4 separate regions of the Mus musculus genome follow, and regions 1, 2 and 3 are each linked to region 4. The links are chromatin contacts, called in public Hi-C and targeted proximity ligation maps. All regions are on one chromosome and are shown on one strand. The core of a region is the stretch at or near the end of the contact, and the rest is flanking DNA. Distances in the headings are between cores, read along the strand shown. Region 1 has its middle 14 kb from the start of Scgb1a1. Region 2 holds the start of Tmem132a (transmembrane protein 132A). Region 3 overlaps Asrgl1 (asparaginase like 1). Region 4 holds the start of Fads3 (fatty acid desaturase 3).

The links. Hi-C and Micro-C count contacts between places; a contact is called where the count stands out from the background.
Region 1: a contact with region 4 is called in a targeted proximity ligation map of pancreatic cancer cells. A contact is called at or near these places in 1 of 39 promoter capture datasets (cranial neural crest) and 3 of 130 datasets of targeted methods (large pre-B cells, pancreatic cancer cells and trophoblast stem cells).
Region 2: a targeted proximity ligation map of pancreatic cancer cells shows a contact between it and region 4. A contact is called at or near these places in 2 of 130 datasets of targeted methods (microglia and pancreatic cancer cells).
Region 3: a Hi-C map of B cells shows a contact between it and region 4, with 2.8 times the contacts expected there. A contact is called at or near these places in 2 of 39 promoter capture datasets (the 3T3-L1 cell line and the HPC-7 cell line), 4 of 484 Hi-C or Micro-C datasets (B cells, the G1E-ER4 cell line and pro-B cells) and 1 of 130 datasets of targeted methods (pancreatic cancer cells).

What each region holds. Positions count from the first base shown.
Region 1 is chr19:9,072,603-9,075,302 of GRCm38.p6, reverse strand. It overlaps a transcript of Ahnak not described here. Among named protein-coding and RNA genes, the nearest start is that of Scgb1a1, 14 kb to the left of the region's middle.
Region 2 is chr19:10,868,443-10,871,142 of GRCm38.p6, reverse strand. It overlaps Tmem132a (transmembrane protein 132A), which reads left to right and starts at 1,364. Exons shown (of 11, transcript NM_133804.2): 1 at 1,364-1,604. The coding sequence starts at 1,517. It overlaps Tmem109 (transmembrane protein 109), which reads left to right. Exons shown (of 4, transcript NM_134142.1): 4 at 1-483.
Region 3 is chr19:9,109,056-9,111,755 of GRCm38.p6, reverse strand. It overlaps Asrgl1 (asparaginase like 1), which reads left to right. Exons shown (of 7, transcript NM_025610.3): 7 at 1-37. Among named protein-coding and RNA genes, the nearest start is that of Gm41805, 11 kb to the right of the region's middle.
Region 4 is chr19:10,040,171-10,042,870 of GRCm38.p6, reverse strand. Fads3 (fatty acid desaturase 3) reads right to left here and starts at 1,323. Exons shown (of 12, transcript NM_021890.3): 1 at 915-1,323. The coding sequence starts at 1,139.

The DNA of each region.
Region 1 (2,700 bases), core at 128-2,627, 970 kb after region 4:
CACTGGGAAGGACAGAGAGATCCAGCCACCTCTGCTTCCAACCCTATCTTCAGAGTCTAAAAGTGAGATCAAAGTTTAGATAGAGGGCCAAAGACAAGCACAGCTAAGCAGTTCCTGTCAAGTTGTGAGCCCGCCCACCAAGAACCCATCTTTATTTGGGTTTTAGTCTCTTCCTGACAAGCTGTTAGGACTGAGTGAAATCTCTTTCTGGAAGACAAGCTCCGGCTCTGGCTGGTGGAACCTTTTCCTCTGCCCATCTAGAGAATTCCAGGAAATTCCCATTTCTTTGGAGCCCACTATTTCAGTAGTTTGAGAGTTAGATTGAGTGATACCTTAGAACAGCTTCATTTCTGCCAGGCCAGTTACAACTACAGGAGAATGAAGCAGAACAGTTCACCCCGTGGCCAGGAAGCAGAGAAAGAGGTAGTAGCTGAGGTCCCCCGATCTTTTCAAAGGGCACACCCCTAATAACCTCCCAATGGCACCCTGGGGAACAAGCCTTAAACACGTAAACCTTGTCTCAGGGAGCATTCAGCATCCAAACTGTAGCACTTCTCAGCGCTGGTTTATACTGAGGTCAGCAGCTTAAAATCTATTCACCCAAGCTGTAAGCACATTGCCGACACATCCATCCTGTGCCAGCAGCTCCTAGTCTCTCCCTTTTAAACACTGGCCACACATCCATCTTCTTCCTCTTTCATTCTTGTTCTTTCACTGCCATTTATCCACTACCTATAGAGCATTTACACACCCGTCTTTCAAGTCCTTCCACCTCCTCTGTCTCTCCTTCTCTAAACAGTGTCTTTCAACCTCAATGCCACTGAGTTCCTGGGCTGGATCACTCTCTGTTGGGCTAGATCACTCTGTTTTGAGCTAGAGCTATAGATAGAACGTACATACATTCTCCCTCCTCTTCTGTCAATCAAAAGGCCTGCGGGGAAAGTGAGGAAGTGTCTAGGAAGCAGGATCATCACTTTTTCAAACGTAAAGGGGCCTGAGATACGATCTAATACAACCCCCTCATTTTGCAGATGAGGAGACATCCTGGGAGGGGGAGGAAGAGGATGTGTCAGGGCCAAAAATGTGGGTGAACAACAGCCAGGCTAAACAGGAAGACGAAATTCCAGGCCTTGCAGCAGGATTTCCAGGCCCTTGCGGGAGGGGGGGGGGCAGGGATTGCTTTCCACAGCTTCTCTCTCTCTCCAAAACTTTCTCCCATTCCAGAAACCAGAGCGAGCAAGATCTGACAAGCCCCCAGCCCAAGAGTGCCAATGTCCATGCCTGCATCTCGGTGCCTGAGCTTCTTTTAGTGGACAAAGATGACCGCCGATCGCATCCAGAATATCTCATGATGACTCATACTGTGGTCACATCTCAGTGCAACCCTGTAATCATGACTAAAAGGATAGCCATGCCCTCTGACCACACCTGTCCCCACTGAAGACAATAGAGAACAAGAGATCCGGGAGGCAGCCTGGAATCAATGCCTGCACTGGCCTTTTCTCCACTAAGGGTTACAAGCCTGCCAGGGAAGCACGATACCACCTGAGTTACAGCTCCAGCTAAAAATCACTTTTAATTAAACTTAAAGGTTTTAAAAGTTAATCAGGAAAGTTGGGCATGGCAGGGCATACTGGTAACCATAGTACTTGGGAGGCCAAAGCAGGATGGTCACAGGTTCTGTACCAGCCTGGGATGCGTACTAAACAAATGGGCTGGCAAGATGGCCCAGCAGGTAAGGGCACTTGCCACCAAGCTTGACAACCTGTCATTGATCTTCAGAACTGACAAATGTAGGAGAGAAGTGAGTCCCAAAAGTTTTCCTCTAACTTCCACATGAGGGCAGTGACACATGAACACACACATACATGTATACATGAACAAATAAACAGAATAAATAATAAATAAATAAATAAATAAATAAATAAATAAATAAATAAATCTTCAATATAAACACCAGATAATATGAAACAAATGGTAAGAATATCACACTTCAGTGATATACATGTCAAAAATCCTGCTCACCTTCCCACGTCTATTATTATTATTATTATTTTCCCCCTTCCCTTCTCCATCTTGCTCCAGCCTCTCCCTCCCACCCCCTGCTCGCTCTGGCCCTGCTCACTCTAGCCCATAAGTTTTGTTTGTTTGTTTGTTTCTCATTATGGATGGTTGTGAGCCACCATGTGATTGCTGGGATTTGAACTCATGACCTCTGGAAGAGTTGTCAGTGCTCTTAACCGCTGAGCCATCTCACCAGCCCTCTTTTACTATTTTATCTAATTTTTTGAGACATGGCCTTGTGCTAGGGAAATGGCTCAGCCATTAAAGTCTAGGCTCACAACCAAAAATATAAGAGACATGGTCTTACTGGGTAGCCTCAAGTATCCTTAGAATTCACTATATAACACTATCTAACATTGAATTCATGAATGAGCCTTCTGCTTAAGCCTCCTGTATAACATAAGCTATACATCTAAATATTGTCACATTGTCATATCTTTTACTTTAAAAAAATGTGTGTGTGTGTGTGTGTGTAAGCTAGAAGAATACACTGGCCAGGCAGTGGTGGCGCACACCTTTAATCCCAGCACTTGGGAGGCAGAGGCAGGCAGATTTCTGAGTTCAAGGCCAGCCTGGTCTACAGAATGAGTTCCCAGACAGCCAGGGCTATACAGAGAAACCCCATCTCAAAAAAAC
Region 2 (2,700 bases), core at 115-2,614, 830 kb before region 4:
GGTCAGAGTGAGCCCCTTGCAGAATCCCCACTCCAGCAAACAAAGCAACGGCCCTGCTGGGATTGTCGAATCTCCCTTGAGGGTTTCAGGGACCTTGAAAAGGGCAGGAGGACCTGCTGTCTTGCAGTTTTACCCCTGTCCACTCTCTGCCATCCAGAAGCAAGCGTTGGTCAGTGTTGTGTCCCAGTAGCTGGGAAGGGCACGGCTTTGCCCTGATCTGTTCTGCAGGGCTAGGAGTGAGCCTGCCACTAACCCCTCTCCACCACTTGCTCACTCTTGGCCTTGGCCTTGGCCTTTAGGTCCCTGGTGGAGGGAGATGACCCATGCCAGGTCCAGCACAAGATGTGAAGATTAAATGCCTATTCTTACTGAAGGTTTGATGTGGAATCATGGCTGCAGTGATATGTTTTTATCAGCGCTTGGTGGTTTTAAAGTGCATGCTATTTTATTATCTTCTTCTGAATAAAATGTATTTACTCAAAAGTCTCTGCTGACAAACTCTCTTCCTTCTGGACTTCTAGCAGAAATCTGTTGGGAGGAAGGGAGGGCTCAGGAAGGCAGGATGTACCTGGTACCTTTCCCCCTAGGACTCTGGAGGGAGGCATGCACTCTCTTGGAAAGCTTGCAGATCTGGCAGCTCTGTTGGGACTGAAGTTGCCCCTTCCTGCAGGGTGCTTATATTGCTAGCTTGGGGAACCTGGAAAAACTGGCTTCCCTCCCAGACTCAGGAATTTACTGAATAAGGTTCTCAATGTGGCTCCAGGTGGTTCTGCTCTTTTGTGTAAGGCCCGGGCACGTTTCTGTTTCTTTTTCCTCTTTAAGTTGCCATGGAGATGCCAAATCTGGACCTCTCCCAACACTACCTGAGGGCAAGGCTAGGTGGCACTGGGAGTCAGGACTCCCTCAGAAGGGTTGACCAGCCTACACCCTTCATCCTTAGGGACTCTTTCTGGGATAGGTTTGGGCATGAGACAAGCTGCCTCCACGGATGGCCTAAGGTGGTCTGGCCTGGTTTGGCCTCTCCTTTTCTGCCCCAGCAGCTCTGTTCTCTTATGTCCCTGAATTCTAGATGCCTTCACAGGTGAGATGCCTGTGGGGAGGGTATGAGGCAGAGGAAACGGGTTTTGTTTGTTTTTCTCCTTGATCATCGGCTTCCACGAGGAATCCCAGAACGCACCTTGTGCTTCCTGGCAGAGGACATCAATCTGCTTAGTCTCCAGGGACGCTGCCTTATTCCAATCCTAGGCACCCTAGGCACGGGGCCACGCTCTGGGTTTTGGGATCCGCAGGGCACTAGGACCCGGCGGGGCGAAGGGGACAGCCCATGTGCCTGCGTTCCCTCCCACCCCACTGCTCCTGCTCCATTGTCTGGGAACTGCAGCCGCGGGCCGGCGGCGCAGGGAACTAGCTGGCCACAGCGGCTGGCGCGGAGCGGGCGCGGGAGATGTGGGGACAGATTGCAGCCACCTGAGCCGCGCGCCGGTTACCCTCCTTTGGTGGGAAGGAGTGCGCCTCGATGACTGAACGCAAGGCTGCGGCCCCTCGGGGGCCCTACGGTGCCTGGTTCTGCCTCCTGGTGGCTCTCGCCCTGGAAGTCGTGAGAGGTCAGAGGGAAGGGAGGGGTGGGGAGGGGCGACCTGGCCCTGTCCGTCCGAGGCCACGCGCCATTGATGCCCCCAAGCCACTGGACTCTAGAACTAAACCTAGAGCGATGCCCTGGAGAGGTCTAACCTTGGGAAACCGGTTCCCAGCCAACAGCCCTTTGGCTTTCTTCTCTGTGCACCACCTAGATGCTCCTAAAGTCTTTTCACTCCCATCTTCACTAGCCCGGTCCCAACTCCTCTGCGAGCCCCTCTCCAGCCGCGACATCTAACCCGGCTGCCCTGCTTCCCCGTGCACCACCTCTTCCTAACCTGCAGTTCTAGTCCCCAGAAACCCGCTGGTTAGTCACAGGAATGCAAAACAGGCTCTTTGCCTGAGACCCGAGAGATATGCCTCTGCCCCCCCCCCTCTCTCCCTTTCCCCCTCTCTCTCTCCCCCTCTCTCTCCCTGTTCCAAGGAGATCTCCAACATTGGAGTCTTCTGGGAGAGTCCCAGCCTTGCCTTTCCGAGCCCTTGTGGGTGCACCCATCACTGAGTACGAAAGGGGCAGCAGCTACCGCGTGCCTGCCATAAGCTGGGGCTGAAAGGTGGAAGATGTTATGGGAATTGGGAGATGGCGAAGTAGTCTCTACCTTTCTGCCCCCATCAAGAGGGCTGGATTCTCCGTGATGGGAGACCATGGAAGTCCGTGGGAGTCAGGCTACTGAGCATCTTGTAATTATGGAAACATTGAATTAGAAGGTGGACCGGAGCCACCCTAAGGACCAACAACAGTCACTCACTTGTTACCCTTAGGGATACTGGTGCGCGGGCGCGCGCGCGGGGGGGGGGCACTCTAGAGAAAAGCCCCGCCGTCCCAGCTCAGCTGTGGGGCTGAGAGAGCTGGTTCTGGAACTTCTTTTAGGTACCTGCTCCAAACCCTGCAGAACCAGTGGGGGTCCTAATAACCCCTCCACAGTGAGGGAAGGAAAGCTTTTTCATTTGGCTCACTAACAATCTCACTTCCAGTATGATCTACACCAAGCTTCCAAAACCCTCCCCTGCTCACCGGGTTATGAAATACTCCCACCCCTTGTACCAGTGAGGAAGGAAACCCAG
Region 3 (2,700 bases), core at 101-2,600, 930 kb after region 4:
TATCTGCCCTGCATTAAAGAGAGTGCTGAGGAGTCTGAGAACTGAGCTTGAAGCTGCCTCTCCTCACTTCCCAGAGGATCCTGGGAACATTAGCTTTGGAGAATTTCTCATCTATGAAAACCCTCTAGAACTCTGAAGATTAAATGAAAGTGAAGAAAAACTTAGGGTATCATAAGGATCCTCTGGACAAATTCAAAAATGATAACCAGTCCCCAGTGTGAGAACAATTATGCATTTAGAAACTTGAAAGCCTCGTATGCCGCAGCTGCTGATTCTCGGAAAGCATATTGTTAAGAGGTGTGTTTGTTTGTTTGTTTGCTTGCTTGCTTGCTTGCTTGCTTGCTTGCTTGCTTGCTAGCGCTGCCCCAGTAAGATGCTTCAGGCTGGGTGACTTAATTTTCAGAAATATGTTCTCTCAGTTCTAGACACTGGAAATCCAACATCAACAAATGGGGGTTTTGCTTGTTTCTGGTTCTTTGACTGGTTTGTTGGTTGGTTGGTTGGTTGGTTGGTTGGTTGGTTGGTTGGTTGGTGGGGGCTTTGGAGAATATTGTTGCTTTGTTAGGGTTTTTGTTTTTTGTTTTGTTTTGTTTGTAATGGAATCTTTCTGTATAGCACAATCTGACCTTTAACTTCTCAATCCTTCAGCCTCAGCCTCCTAAGTGCTGAGATTGTAGGCCTATAGACATGCACCATCCTGCCTGGTGAGAGGTTTTTAGAACACAAAGAGCCCTCCTCTTGTACTCACATGAATTTGGATTTCCCCAGCCCCACGGCATCCTTATTTTAAGTTCATTCCTCCTTTGGTGATCCTGTCCCCAAATGTAGTCATATTCTGAGTTACTGAGGAAGAGGCTTGAGATCTGCCCTGTGAACCAGAGAAGGTAAGAGTAGACGAAGCAGCAGCCATGGTAGGGCTGAAGAGAGAAGAGACCCTTTGGAGAAAATAACAGTCCCTAGATATTCGGAGGGAAAGGGGATGGGAGCAGAGAAGCAAGTGGAAGGTCTTATCTTGAAGTTGTCCATTTTACCATGCACAAGAGAGGTAGCCCTGGTTAGCAGACCTGTAGGTACTCTGCTCTGACTTCTTGGACTGAGCAGCGTGGTCCTGGGGTACCTGATGGTCCACCCCTTTGTAAAATCCCAGTGTGTGTTTTCTAGTGAAATCCATAAGTATTTCACTAGAAATGGAAGACCACCATTGAGACCACAAATAGTTCTCGTTATTATCTCATGTGTTACTAACTAGCAAATAACTGTCCAAGAAAAAATGACCACCAGTTGTATGAGCACCTCTACACCACAAGAGGGCAGCAAACTACAATATATAGGCAGCTTATAGGCACCCAAGAGGAGTCTGGCCTATACAGCATCTGAAACTGACAGGGTTCCTCATCACAACCCTCCTTTCCACCCAACACTACAATTTATTTTAAAGCAGAGCTGTACAATACCCAGGCCTGCTACTGGTCATCAGGGTTCAAGGGTCAAACTGTCCTGGCCCCTGCCTTTAGTCATATCTTTCAGCTACAAAGACAGGTAAATTGCCATTTGGTCACTACAAGCCAAAATGGTAGGATAATTAGAACCAAAAGACGAGAACCTAGGCAACTGTACAACAAGAGACATGGAAGCCAGCCCTCTCCCAGGTAAGAGAGGGCCTCTACCTTGTAGCTGCTGCTCAGAAAATGGTTTAATTTGTGTTTTCAAATAAGCTCTCTGCACTTGGGAGGCAGAGGCAGGTGAATTTCTGGGTTCAAGGCCAGCCTGGTCTACAGAGTGAGTTCCAGGACAGCCAGGACTGCACAGAGAAACCCTGTCTCGGGAAAACAAAAAACAAAACAAAACAAAACAAAAAATAAATAAATAAATAAATAAATAAACTCTCTGACTTGCTCCTTGTCACAGCGGGGAAAGTGGGGTATGCATCCCTGTCATCAGAGATGGAGGGTGAGGGAGGCTGGATGGGGTTACCCCTCCCAGACCTCCCGTCTGTCAACATTGCACAAAATCCTCACAGTGTTTAGATTCTGTAGCTATTCTGGGGCAACAGGGAGCTACCCCCACAAACCACAGGTGTCCTGCTCCCTGAGAGGAGTGAGGGCCAGCAGAAATCAGAGGCAACCCAGGTCAGGAATGGAGCAGGGAGGATGTTTGGGCCATCAACAGGACTGGGACAGGTGGGTGTGGTTTATGGGTGTCATTTGTGTGACTCCTTCCACAGCTTAAATGCCACATTCAGACATCCAGGGAGAGTTGAGCCATAGTGAGTTCTGTGTCCCAAGGAGTCAGAAATGTGAAAAGAAAACTCAGGCATCCAGACCTTTGGCAGGGGTGGGAGTGTGGAGCTAAAGAGAGTCCCTCGGGGCATGTTAAATGTGTTTATGTCAACTTCCCCATTCACAAGTCCTGTGGCCCCCAGCCAGATGTCATCCAGATCTAGGGGCAGCCCAAAAGCATTCTGGGTCAGAGGTTGGGAAAACCAACATATCCTAATAACTTTATCCTTCAAATTCTGCTTTTCATCAACCCAATATTAAAATGAAATTGGGTTTTCAGAACCAAAGCTCCTGACTTCTGTACAGAGTCTAGAAAGTAACATGATTAGATTGATAAATAAAACAAGTGTGGATGAGAACTTAACATCATCTCAGATTTAACATCTACTATGCTCTTACCGGCACTTTGTAGATTCTATAC
Region 4 (2,700 bases), core at 74-2,573:
TGGAGTGAATCCGGGAGGAGAGGGACAATGACAGTCCTGGGACACAGAGAACCTCCTCTGCTGCCACCAAGTTCTTCCACTAGAGAATCATTCCCTCCAGTCTTAAAGACCTTCCGGGTACCCAATGTGACTAACCTACAATTTTGGATAGTCGAGGGCAGAGCACCATGGCCTCAACCTTTGTCCATGGAGTGGGACTGAAGGAGGAAGGGTCTGGGAAATTGCTTCACCACTGGGCTCTAGCCAGATAGTCCTTCAGGCCAGTTCCATCCCTTCTTGTCTAGACACGGACTGAGAATGGGAAGCCAGAGTCCCCAGGGGCTAGTCGGTGACTGGGGTGACTGTGCTTCCCGTGGAGGCCCACCCAGCCTGGCAAAGTCTTCCCACGTGTAGCTGCCAGCCCAGCAGAGGTGAGTCACTGGCCCTCAGAACAGTCTACACAAGTGCTGGATAAGCCACAGACCTCCAGGCCCTGCCCAAGCTCTGCTGCCCAGCCCCCAGTTTCTGATGGCACGTCCCTATCGCTAGGGACCCAGCCCTGCCCCAGGCTCTTGGAAGCACCAGAAAATAGTCTGTGACACTCAGAGCAGAAAAGAAACCCTCAGTACAACAGTGAGGGTACTTACCTGGGGCAGAATCTGCCCCTCACGGCACACCCACCTCTGGGGGCCCATTCTTCCCTGAGATCTATTTATTCCACAGACTGACCCAAACAGCCCATCCTCCGTGAAAGAAAGAGACCTCCTTCCCTCAGGCTCCATCTCAACTCTGGAGCCAGGGAAGGGGTCAAAGGTCAGAAAGAGCAAAAAGGATGCTAAGGTCCGCAGGTGGAATGAGACGCCAAGCCTATGAACAACGTCTCCCTCTCCACCGCTAGTGCCAGGCTCCACCCCGCCGGCTGTGGGTTAGCTTACCGTGGCGTCCTCCGCACCGTGGTGGCCGATGAGGCGGCTACCCCCTGGGTGCCGCTGTGCCCAGCGGCTGATGTCGTAGACACGGCGCTCGATGACCAGCCACTTGTCGCCTGGTAGGTCATGCTGGCGGATCTGCTCCCAGCGGAAGATGGGTAGGGGCGCCCCCAGCGGTGCGGGCCCCTCCCGCGGCCCGGGTCCCCCTCCGGGCTCCCCGACACCGCCCATTGCCGCTGTACACAAGTCCTCCGGACCCCGGTACGTGACCAAGGTCTAAGAGAGACACTGAGGGAGGCGAGGTGGCAATCAGGGGTCTTCCTCCGCCCGCCCCACCGGCCCCGCCCTGCCGCTGCGGCCGCCGTAAGAGCGTGCGCCTGCCCGGCTCTCCGCGCAGGGAACTTTTCCCTCCCTTATAACCGCGCTGACAGCGCTCGCCTCGCCCGCCCCTCGTCCCGGCCCCCGCGCTGGCCAGTCCCGCTCTCGCTCCAATCCAGGCGCGGCGCCTCCACATCTATTGGCTGCCCGGGGAGGGCGGTGTCGCGAAGGGGCTTGCCCCACCCTCGAGGGCCTGGGGCCACCACGCCCGGCACTGCCCCCGGGGCACTGCCCCCCCCCCCCCCCAGTTTCTCGGACTCTCGGCTCAACTGAGAAGGCGGGGGATGGGGACCCAGCGCGCACGGGAGTCCTGCAGGCCGCTGCGCCCAGGCACACCCGCAGGGGCCCGAAATGAGCCCAAGTCTGAGCCCTGAAAGGCTGAGAAATGTAGTTAGGGACGTCACCGGTCTTTAACCAGGCATCCCAGGTAGCTAGAAATGAGGACACTACCTTGGGGTGACTGTCAACAGCCACCAAACAATGGACCTCATCCCCCAGTAAACCCTCAATATCCACGCGAGGAAGCCATCTAAAGCAATCTGCAGGAGCAGATGGCCTCTCCTCCTGGCTGTACGCAGGATTGGGGATGCCCAGGTTGGCCACTGGAGGAGGAGCAGAGGACACTGCTGCGTGGAGGTCTGCCGTTCAGGAGATGAAAGAATGGTCCAGTCTGCAATGGGTGGCTTGCTTGTCACCACCTCCCAGTTCTCCCCATTCATGGTGTCACATTTTTGACTTATTAAATTCAAATCCTCTTGAGAGTGTAACTACGTTCCCAATTGTACGATGTTTCTTTGAGACAGACATCAGTTCCTTAAAAGTTAAAAGCTTTCACAACTGGCAAACTTGAAGGTCCATCAGAATTTCCTTGAGGGCTAGTTAAAACAGACTCCCGCACACCACCCTAGTGTGACTCAGGGCAGAAAGGTGAGGCAGACCTGTTTGTTGGGAGCAAATCTTTTCAGAACCTTAAAGTGTATTTTTTCCAATGTGCAAACATTTCCTCTTGGTCTACCTAAGGATTTGTAGGTGACCTGACCTCTAAGGCACCCCTGTGGATAACAAAACCAACCTGTGTTTCTTGCCTACAAAAAACCAGTATATGCATGTAACCTTCACATATCCCCTCATACACTTTAAGTCAGCTCTGAATTCTTAATAATGTCTAATGTGATGTAAATGCTCTATAAATAATTGTTCACTGCATTGTTTAGGGAACAATAAGACTAAAAAAGGCTGAAAGCATTCACTCCAGATGCAACTATTACAGGCCTAAATACACAGGACAAGGAGGAAAGCAGAGGCGAGCAATACTCTAAAGAATGTTGGTTAGATACCTGGGACCTGTGAGATGAGGAGAGGTGACATCAGGGGCAGCCTACGTACACACTGCCTCCATGGAGAGTGAGGAGGG